Regions from separate parts of the Mus musculus genome. Here all the other regions are linked to region 3. Evidence: chromatin contacts called from public HiChIP or PLAC-seq data. All regions are on one chromosome and are shown on one strand. The core of a region is the stretch at or near the end of the contact, and the rest is flanking DNA. Distances in the headings are between cores, read along the strand shown. Region 1 has its middle 9.3 kb from the start of Rps17. Region 2 overlaps Sema4b (sema domain, immunoglobulin domain (Ig), transmembrane domain (TM) and short cytoplasmic domain, (semaphorin) 4B). Region 3 overlaps Iqgap1 (IQ motif containing GTPase activating protein 1).

Region 1 (2,700 bases), core at 83-2,582, 590 kb before region 3:
AAGTTTTTTTGGTTTGGTTTGGTTTGGTTTTTCGAGACAGGGTTTCTCTGTATAGCCCTGGGTGTCCTGGAACTCAGTGAGTACTTTGTAGACCAGGCTGGCCTTGAACTTAGAAATCCGCCTGTCTCTGCCTCCCGAGTGCTGGCATTAAAGGCGTGCGCCACCACACCTGGCAGTATAATGAAATTTTTATGGTTTTACAGAATAAAGTCAGAAATCAGGGCTAATACATCAAAGAACAGGCACAGTGAGATGGGGAAGTCTTCACCCAGGCCCGGGATGCTGTCCCATGACATCCAAGCTTTCGAGTTGGTGGAAGCCAGTGGCCCGCTAAGTCAGTGGATTCTAGAAGGTTTTTCTCTTAGTCACAGGATTAGTGCCCTGTGTTAGCTCTGACACACGAGGACAAGGAATGGCTGTTTTGAGGTTGGAACTGTATCGGGATGGGACCTGCAGCATTCCAGACTCCCAACAGGACTGAAGTTCTCCCAGTCAGTCTCTGCAGACACTGCCCCTTTTCAAGAGTTTCCGTTCACAAGAACCATCTCCCTACCCACCCACCCCCAGCCCCACCCCAAATTATTTTTGTCTTCCTGTCCTCAGATATACGAAACAGTTACCCCTCTTTATTTATGTGTGCTCCTGGAAGAGTACTCACGTGTTCGTGGAGTCCAGAAGAGGGCGCCAGAGCCCCTGGAATTACTGGTGGTTGTCGGTGCTGCGAACTAAATCCTGTCTCTGGAAGAGCAATGTGCCTTGGCCGCCAAGCCATTTTCTAGCCCCTAACCCTATTTTTAGAAAGCCTGTTCAGTCTACCCTCTAGCTATATAATTTCCACTCTCTCCTGGACAATAGCACAGAGCCTTGATGTGCCCTGACCCTCCCACGCTGTTCCACTCACAGTGCTGTTCTTGGCCCTTGACTGGATGCTATTGCTTCTTGGCGACTGAGTTTGCGTCCTCCCTTCTAAACAGGGCTCCCTCCACCGGCCAGGAACCCCGCTTTGCAGGTGGGGTTGGAGGCTGAGGAGCAGTGGGGCTAGAGGAAGCTGGAAGGGTGGCGCGGAGCAGCCAGGCAGGCAGGAAGGACCCAGGGATGCGCGCCTTCCCTGGGACACCGCGACTGTGGGATGCAGAGCTTTCTGGAGGGTGATGGTCGGGAAGCTTGCTTTCCTTGGAGTCTTTCCTTTCTGACTTGAAACCATAGAACAGACTGCACAACCTCCGGTGTGACAGTTGTGAGTGGCCTCAAGTTTCCTCTGGGCACAGCAGGATGAGACAATTGTTACACACGGATTCAGTCTCTTCCTGGCTGTGTGAGCTGATGGCGCTCCATTCCCGGCCATTGTTTCTGCTGCCACCAGGGAACAGGCTTCTCTGTGACTCACCGCCCTTCCAGCAGCTGCCTCTTTGAAGCTTCTTGCTCCTTTTCTCCTCTCTCTCCCTCTCCACCAGCCTCACCGCCCCCCCATGGCTACTTTTGTCCAGAAGTTTACCCCTCTTGCTGATCTGACCTCTAAAGGGCATCTGTAGTGAACTTGTCTGAGTTACATGATCTTCCCTTTTGAATGCCAGCCTAGCTAAGTGGGTCTGGTGGGGGGGGGGGTTCCTTTGTCTTTTGGCCACTGAAGCTCCCAGTGGCAATGTCTACGTCCACTGCAAGGGATCTGTCTTGCTTTATGCATTGCTGTAGTCTGGGGGTCTCAAAGTGACAAGGCTTAAAGGCTTACTTTCCGGTGTGGGACCTTTGGGAGGTGGTAGGAACTTTCGAGTGGGGGTCATCTGGCTTGGAGAGGCATGTCCAAAAGAACATGGTGGGACTCTCCTCCACTCTCATTCAGTTCCACACCCAATGTCCCACCACAGCCCAGATGCCACGGCCTGAAGCCTCCCTCTCCTTTTGTCTCAGGCATTTGTCAGTATAATGGAAAGCTGACAACCTGTATGTGCTACCTGGGATTCAGAGTACCCTTTAAATCCTACGCTGGGTCTGTCAAATGGGACCAGGCTCCAACCTTGCCTTGCCCAGCGCCTCTTCCCTTTGCTCTCTGTCCTGTTCTCCTCGTGACAGTTGAGAACATCACCTCCTTCTCTGGGCTTAGCAGGTGTGGAGCTGCGCACCTCTGTGTTGTCACTCAGCAACGCCTGGCTTTCGTTTATTCTTTAGTTACAGCCAGTCGTATATTAAAGGGTCGCAGTGTTAGGAAGACTGAAGACCACTGGTCTAGAAGTTTGGTGTGTTTCTTTTCCTTTAAAGACCATCTTGTCTACCTTGTAAATTTTTTTTTTTGAGACAGGGTTTCTCTGTGTAGCTCTGGTTGTCCTGGAACTTACTCTGTAGACCAGGCTGGCCTCGAACTCAGAAATCTACCTGCCTCTGCCTCCCGAGTGCTGGGATTAAAGGCGTGCGCCACTACGTCCGGCTTACCTTGTAATTCTTATAGCTTCTTTTAGCTCTAAAAATGTTAGGCGTGCTCATGGTGAAGCACCAGCCTCCTCTTCTTCACGGCACTGGGAGGGGGTAAGATGTCTCTTCCTCGATGTTATCTTAGGTCAGGCATCTTCATGCAGGACAAAGAGCCCGTGTTCTTCTCTACAGTGGAGTCTGTGGTCAAACTGAAGAGCCATCATATATTCTGGCTCCACCAGACCTTACAAAGTTGTTTAGCTTCCAGTTTGTTCTACAAAAGAGTTGTCTATC
Region 2 (2,700 bases), core at 108-2,607, 520 kb after region 3:
GTAGTCAAGGATAACTCTGAACTACAGATCGTCCTGCCTCCACCCCCCTAGTAACGGGACTTCAGGCCACACACACAAAATCATCCCCAAATATGGAAGTTCCTGAAAAAGTTTAAAGATAGACACCAGCCATACCACCTATAAGACAAGGATACGGCTAAGGGAGTGTATGACTTCTGTGCTTTAAGCGTGCAGTAATTTGTGTCCTTTTGATATAAACAAAAGAAAACTACAAATGAGAGATCCCATTTGTAATAAAACAATGAGATCATTCGTTTGACCCATTTTAGGGAAATACAAAGCCATGTTAAAATCCAGTCCACAGATAGGGCTGAAGAGCTTCACTTGGAGAACATCCCTCTTCTCGTCTTTTTTTTTTTTTTTTTTTAAATATTTACGTATTCCTTTTACGTATGTGCATCTGCCTATACCTAGGTGAATTTCCTGTACCAGGTGTATGCAGGAAGCCAGTTCTAAGCAGTTGGTTGTAAACTGCCTGATATGGGAGCTTAGGAATGAAACCTGGGTCCTCTATGAGAGCAGTCCGTGCTCTTAACTGCTGAGCCACGTCTCCAGCACCATCCATTTTTGTGAGACAAAGTCTCCTGTAACTCCTGCTGGCCTTGAAACTCTTTGTTGCAGAGGATGTCCTTGAACTTCTGACCCTCCTGCCTCCACCTTCTGAACAGTAGGATTATACGCATGCACCAGCAGGTCCTGGCCACCCCATCTTCTTCTAAGCATCCACCACTATATCCTAGGCTACATGAGACCCTGCCTCAATAAAACCAAAAACAAACAACAGAACAACAATAAAACCAGGCACTGGATTACAGACAAACCCCACTTCAGCTGACTCATTCCTATTTTCATTTAAATGGAGACGGGGTCTCATTATGTGGTCCTGGCTGGTCTTAAATTCACAAAGATCTTCCTGCTTCTGCTTCCTGCATGCTAGGATTAAAGCTGTGCATCACTGTGCCAAATAGCACATCTCTGTTTTCTCAATAGACATCTCTAATTCTAATGTTACTCTACTTTTTAATGGTCTAACAGGCTTACCGAACAGCCTACTTACAATAAGCTATGTGCATGTGGCAATCCACATCTTCTTTACTAGATGTTTCTTATTCTGGCAAACCCTGTCTATCTGGTCCATATAGATTATATGGCCACAGAGAGCTGAGAAATAACCATGTGCAGGGGTCCCAGAGAAGATGCAGTGCTCAGAGATGAGGAGGAGTCACTGGGTCTTTGGGAGTTCTCACCTGGAGGCCAGATCAGGCTGGTAGAGGCTAGCGAGCCTGCAGGCAGAGCCAGTCCAGGCGCAGTAGGGGTCTCGAGCCAGGAGGCAGTCTCCACAGGTTGGGTACAGGCTGCAGTTGGCTACGGGCACTTGCACCACCCCGGAATGGGAGGAGGCATACAACAGTCCCTACACAGCCAAACATGAAGAGTGAGAGGGAGACACAGGCACCGGGACACTGTCATACTAGCCTCACATGCTCACTAGTCATCCCAGGGCACCCCTGACAAGTTCTGCCACATATCCTTTTTATGGTCAGAAGCCAGGGCTCTGTAACTTTCCATCTTGCTTTGGCAAGGGACAGAAAAGCTGGCTTGTTGACAGTCAAAGTGGTCAAATTCACTCCATGGCCCACTCACCCCATGGCTGTCCAAGAGCAGGTTCTGCACAGGCTGTCCTTGAGGGAAGATCTGCAGCTCCTCAATGATGTGGACTCTGGAGCTCAGGGTCACTGCTTTGTGCAGGCGGCCATCACCTGCAAGCATGGTCACGACTCAGGCCGTGGTGGAGCCCACCGCCCACGATCTACCAGCCATGCATGTATTGCCCTCCTTAACTCAATTCTGCAGGGCTGCAGACACTCACCAGTGCCCAGAAATAGGACATCATAAGTGCTGTGCAGGCCAGGCACACGGTGCACAGCCACACGCTGGTAGCGGGCTCTGGGCTGCAGCAGCAGCAGGCGACTGCGGACCTGCCCATCCATCAAGAAGTGATCCTTGAGGAAGTTCAGCACTCGGTCTGGGAGCTGCAGGGACGAGTTGATCTTCCGTTCCCGGGCACTGTTGGTAATGCACTGAAGAAGGCAGAAACAGGAGGGACAGGAATCAGCGTGGAGCATGCCTCCTGGGACAGTAGCGGCCCCTGCCACATTAACTATGCTCCAGAAATCATGGAACATCTGCCTTTCTGCACTGTGCTGGTCCAAAGGCAAATCTGACGTGTGAAGAAAGCAAGACCGGGGTTTCCTGCTGGCCTCTGGCCTATTGATCCTCACCAAGTTTGCACACAGGTCTCAAAGTGTGACTTTTCATTTTGCCTGGGGCCTTACCCGTGCATCTTACCCTAGGGCTGCCGGGAAGTTTTCAGGGCCAATCTCAGTGCAGCCATAATCAATTCCCACACCTACCCAGGTCCTGCTTCTCTCTGCCCCAGGGTTTCTCTGTGTACAAGGCTTAGTCGGGTGGACAGAATAAAGGGATAATGACAGTACTGTGCAGCATTGTGCAAAGCACGGTACAGTGGCGTCTTCTTGTACTCCCAGGACTTGGGAGGACTGGGAATTCAAACAACCCAGATTACACCAGCCTGCTGCCTTTGAGACAGACAACTAAAAACAATCTACACCACTGCACGGAGGCCAAGCTGACGAGGCGGGACTGAAGGTGCTCTGT
Region 3 (2,700 bases), core at 190-2,689:
CACTTCAGTGGTAGCATCTGTCTGTCGTCTGGTGGGTTTGTATGTCTGTCCAGTCCCTGCATGCCTTATTTTTGTTGTTGCTGTGTGTTTTATTTGGCAACAAAACATTCTACTGATAATGTGTTAACTGCAGAAATCAGATTCCTGCCCTCATGCATCACTTATTTGGTGTTCTAGGGTTTTTGTTGAGATGGGGGCTTGCTTCAGTGAGATTGCAGGTGCACAGCTGTTCAAGGCGTTTCTGAATTCTGTGAACTGTCTTTGTCATGTACATGCAGGAAAATCTCCCTAATCAGCTTGTGATTTGCTAACAATTGGACAGGTGTCCTTGAATCCCTAGACCCTGTAAAGCCTCCCTGCCCTGCTGAGGGGCCTCCCTGCCCTGCTGAGGGGCCTCCCTGCCCTGCTGAGGGGCCTTTGTGCTTTCCGCTCAGTAGGCAGGCTGTTTACAGCTGTGCAGCTTTCTCTCCAGGCTTGGTCAGACACGGAGCTTAGAGCTTTCGATTTTATTGGAATATAATTTGCAGGCCATATGATACATCATTATAAAATTTGTGTCATTGCCTCCCCTATGTTCACAATCACTTATAGAAGAGTCTCTGCACCCCATCTGTACCAGGTGTGGCCCTCTCGGTTCCCATCCAGGTCAAGGGTCTCACAGCTCACACCTCTTCTCCAGATTTGCCTTCTCAGTGTTTTTGGTTAGTGGTGGTGGTGGTGGTGGTGAGACTGTACATTATCACCACAAGCATCAGTGATGCTAAACAGCTGGGGAAGGCCCTGGTCATCCAATGAGGATAAGGGATGGGGGGGGGGGGAAGCACTGGTGACCTCCCAGGGAGCACCAGATAGGTTGTGGGAAGATGGAACAGCACCGAGCTCACGTTCTTTCTCACTCAGTGGGAAATGCCTTTGTGTCAGCTCTTAACTGTTACAAACCTTCCTTCATCTTGTCAGCTTACAAAAGCTAATCCATGCTATTTTTAGCCAGGATTTTTAGTGAGAAGTTTCTTAGAAGTCCCGAGTCTGCCATTTCATTTCTTTCCTTACTTGAAGTTGGTGCCTTTGGAGCACTTTGTAAGAATGATCACCAGTCCCTGGGTAGGAGAGTCTTAATGCCCAAGGTGAGCATCACTTTACTATTATGTACATGCGTGACTTTTAAAACTCTCTTCCCATCTGTATACACATGCTTGTGTGTAAGCCACCAGGAACTAGTTAGAGCATATGCCAGACCAATTTCTCTTCATTCTCTTGCCTTTCATACCTTAGCTCCATTGTTTGGTCCTTATGTGTGAGGATTATGTGTGAAAGAAAGGTTAACCGTAGCTCTTTGTTTTACCCTGCATGGGGCAGTGGGGGATAGGACTGTGAATAGTCAGAACGCTTGCAGAGCGCTCTCTCCCTGCAGGGGAAGGCTCTCCCTTGGCCTCCCAGCTCTGCTGTTAGCTGATTCTTCTTGGAATGCATGTGAGATCAGCCTAGCAGTGAACCCGCAATGGCTGGATTCCAGCCCACGGAAGTGCCTTTGCTTTGGTCGTAGCGTTTGTGGGCAGTTTCTCTTGCAGACTAGGACCATCCGCCCTGTTGCCTCTGACTTCTCAGCTCTTGGAGTCACAGCCTGTGGCTGCCGCATTGTGGCTTCACCCTGCAGTTGATGTTAGCATTTACAGTACTTTGAGGACTCGGAATTGTGTGTGGCCATTCCCCATCTTCAGTATATGTAACATGAACACATGAGGAAAAATATTTGAAGGGAGACAAGAAACCAGCAAAGGGGGGGGGGATCAGGGAGGGTGGGGGTGAATAATAAAATGGTATATGCATCAGAATCCTATATTGAACCCTTACATGTTAGCTTAAGGAAAAATAAACTATAGCAAGAGTGAAACAAGCCAGTTCTGCTCCATCACCTCTGACACAGGAGCCCGCTCAGACTGTACAGCTTTTCTGGCTATCTCGTCACCATTTATTAGAATCCTGTGTGTGGACATGTGTGTTTAGTTTCCAGCAAATGATTTTAAAATGAAAGGCTTAAGCAGGGCATGGTGGCATACACTTTTAATCCCAACTTTTGGGAGGCAGAGGCAGAGGCAGGTGGATCTCTGTGAGTTTGAGGACAGCCGTGTCTACAGAGTGAGTTCCAGGACAGCCTGGGCTACACAGAGAAACCCTGTCTCAAAAAACAAAGCAAAACAAACAAAAAAGAACTCTTGCAGTAGCAGTAACTCCAGGTTTTAAATCTGAGAAGGAAAAGGATCCGGTTACATAAGACATAAGCGTTGGTTGTATTGGAGAATTTGAGCTGCCTCTGTGTGTGTTTCAAGGGCAAAGGAAGCTTTCTGGACCTTGTGTATTAATACACATACTCTGGCCTTTGTCATACGGTACAAGTCCCTGGGCCCCTTCCCAGTGTACCTGCTCCTGCGCCCTCCACGGCTGTCAGCTTCCTGAACAGTTTGAGTGGCCTTCATTCATTCATCCATTGCTTACATTGGAGCCATTTCCTGTTTAACTTTAGGGCAGGGTATTTGATGCCTGGCTCTTTTCATTCACTTAATCCACGGCTCATCTGTGGAGCTTTTTCTTCTGTAGCTGAGCCCCAGAAGGCCCTCATCACACATACCCTGATGTTCACCATGGCTTTCGTACTGTTTTGCTTTCAATCATATGTAGGAAACACAGGATGAGTCAGCTGTG

The links. HiChIP or PLAC-seq counts read pairs in DNA pulled down with a chosen protein or histone mark.
Region 1: an H3K27ac HiChIP or PLAC-seq map of embryonic stem cells shows a contact between it and region 3, with 4 times the contacts expected there. The contact joins two enhancer-like sites. A contact is called at or near these places in 1 of 15 datasets of contacts at CTCF or cohesin (large pre-B cells), 7 of 484 Hi-C or Micro-C datasets (the HPC-7 cell line, cardiomyocytes, cerebellum and 3 more), 4 of 115 datasets of contacts at active chromatin or transcription factors (acute myeloid leukemia, embryonic forebrain and embryonic stem cells) and 2 of 9 other capture datasets (embryonic stem cells and liver).
Region 2: a contact with region 3 is called in an H3K27ac HiChIP or PLAC-seq map of embryonic stem cells, with 2.4 times the contacts expected there. The contact joins two enhancer-like sites.

The regions. Positions count from the first base shown.
Region 1 is chr7:81,334,588-81,337,287 of GRCm38.p6, reverse strand. No RefSeq gene overlaps it. Among named protein-coding and RNA genes, the nearest start is that of Rps17, 9.3 kb to the left of the region's middle. Within about 2 kb of position 1,332, at least 49 of the 459 cell types and tissues checked have an H3K27ac peak or open chromatin away from gene starts, as enhancers often do. A contact at or near this core is called in embryonic stem cells and palatal mesenchyme, where this site is marked.
Region 2 is chr7:80,219,523-80,222,222 of GRCm38.p6, reverse strand. It overlaps Sema4b (sema domain, immunoglobulin domain (Ig), transmembrane domain (TM) and short cytoplasmic domain, (semaphorin) 4B), which reads right to left. Exons shown (of 14, transcript NM_001360135.2): 10 at 1,892-2,102; 11 at 1,666-1,781; 12 at 1,269-1,435. Among named protein-coding and RNA genes, the nearest start is that of Cib1, 12 kb to the left of the region's middle. Within about 2 kb of position 1,357, at least 6 of the 459 cell types and tissues checked have an H3K27ac peak or open chromatin away from gene starts, as enhancers often do. A contact at or near this core is called in embryonic stem cells, where this site is marked.
Region 3 is chr7:80,744,185-80,746,884 of GRCm38.p6, reverse strand. It overlaps Iqgap1 (IQ motif containing GTPase activating protein 1), which reads left to right. Exons shown (of 38, transcript NM_016721.2): 16 at 2,677-2,700. Among named protein-coding and RNA genes, the nearest start is that of Crtc3, 57 kb to the right of the region's middle. Within about 2 kb of position 1,439, at least 68 of the 459 cell types and tissues checked have an H3K27ac peak or open chromatin away from gene starts, as enhancers often do. A contact at or near this core is called in embryonic stem cells and palatal mesenchyme, where this site is marked.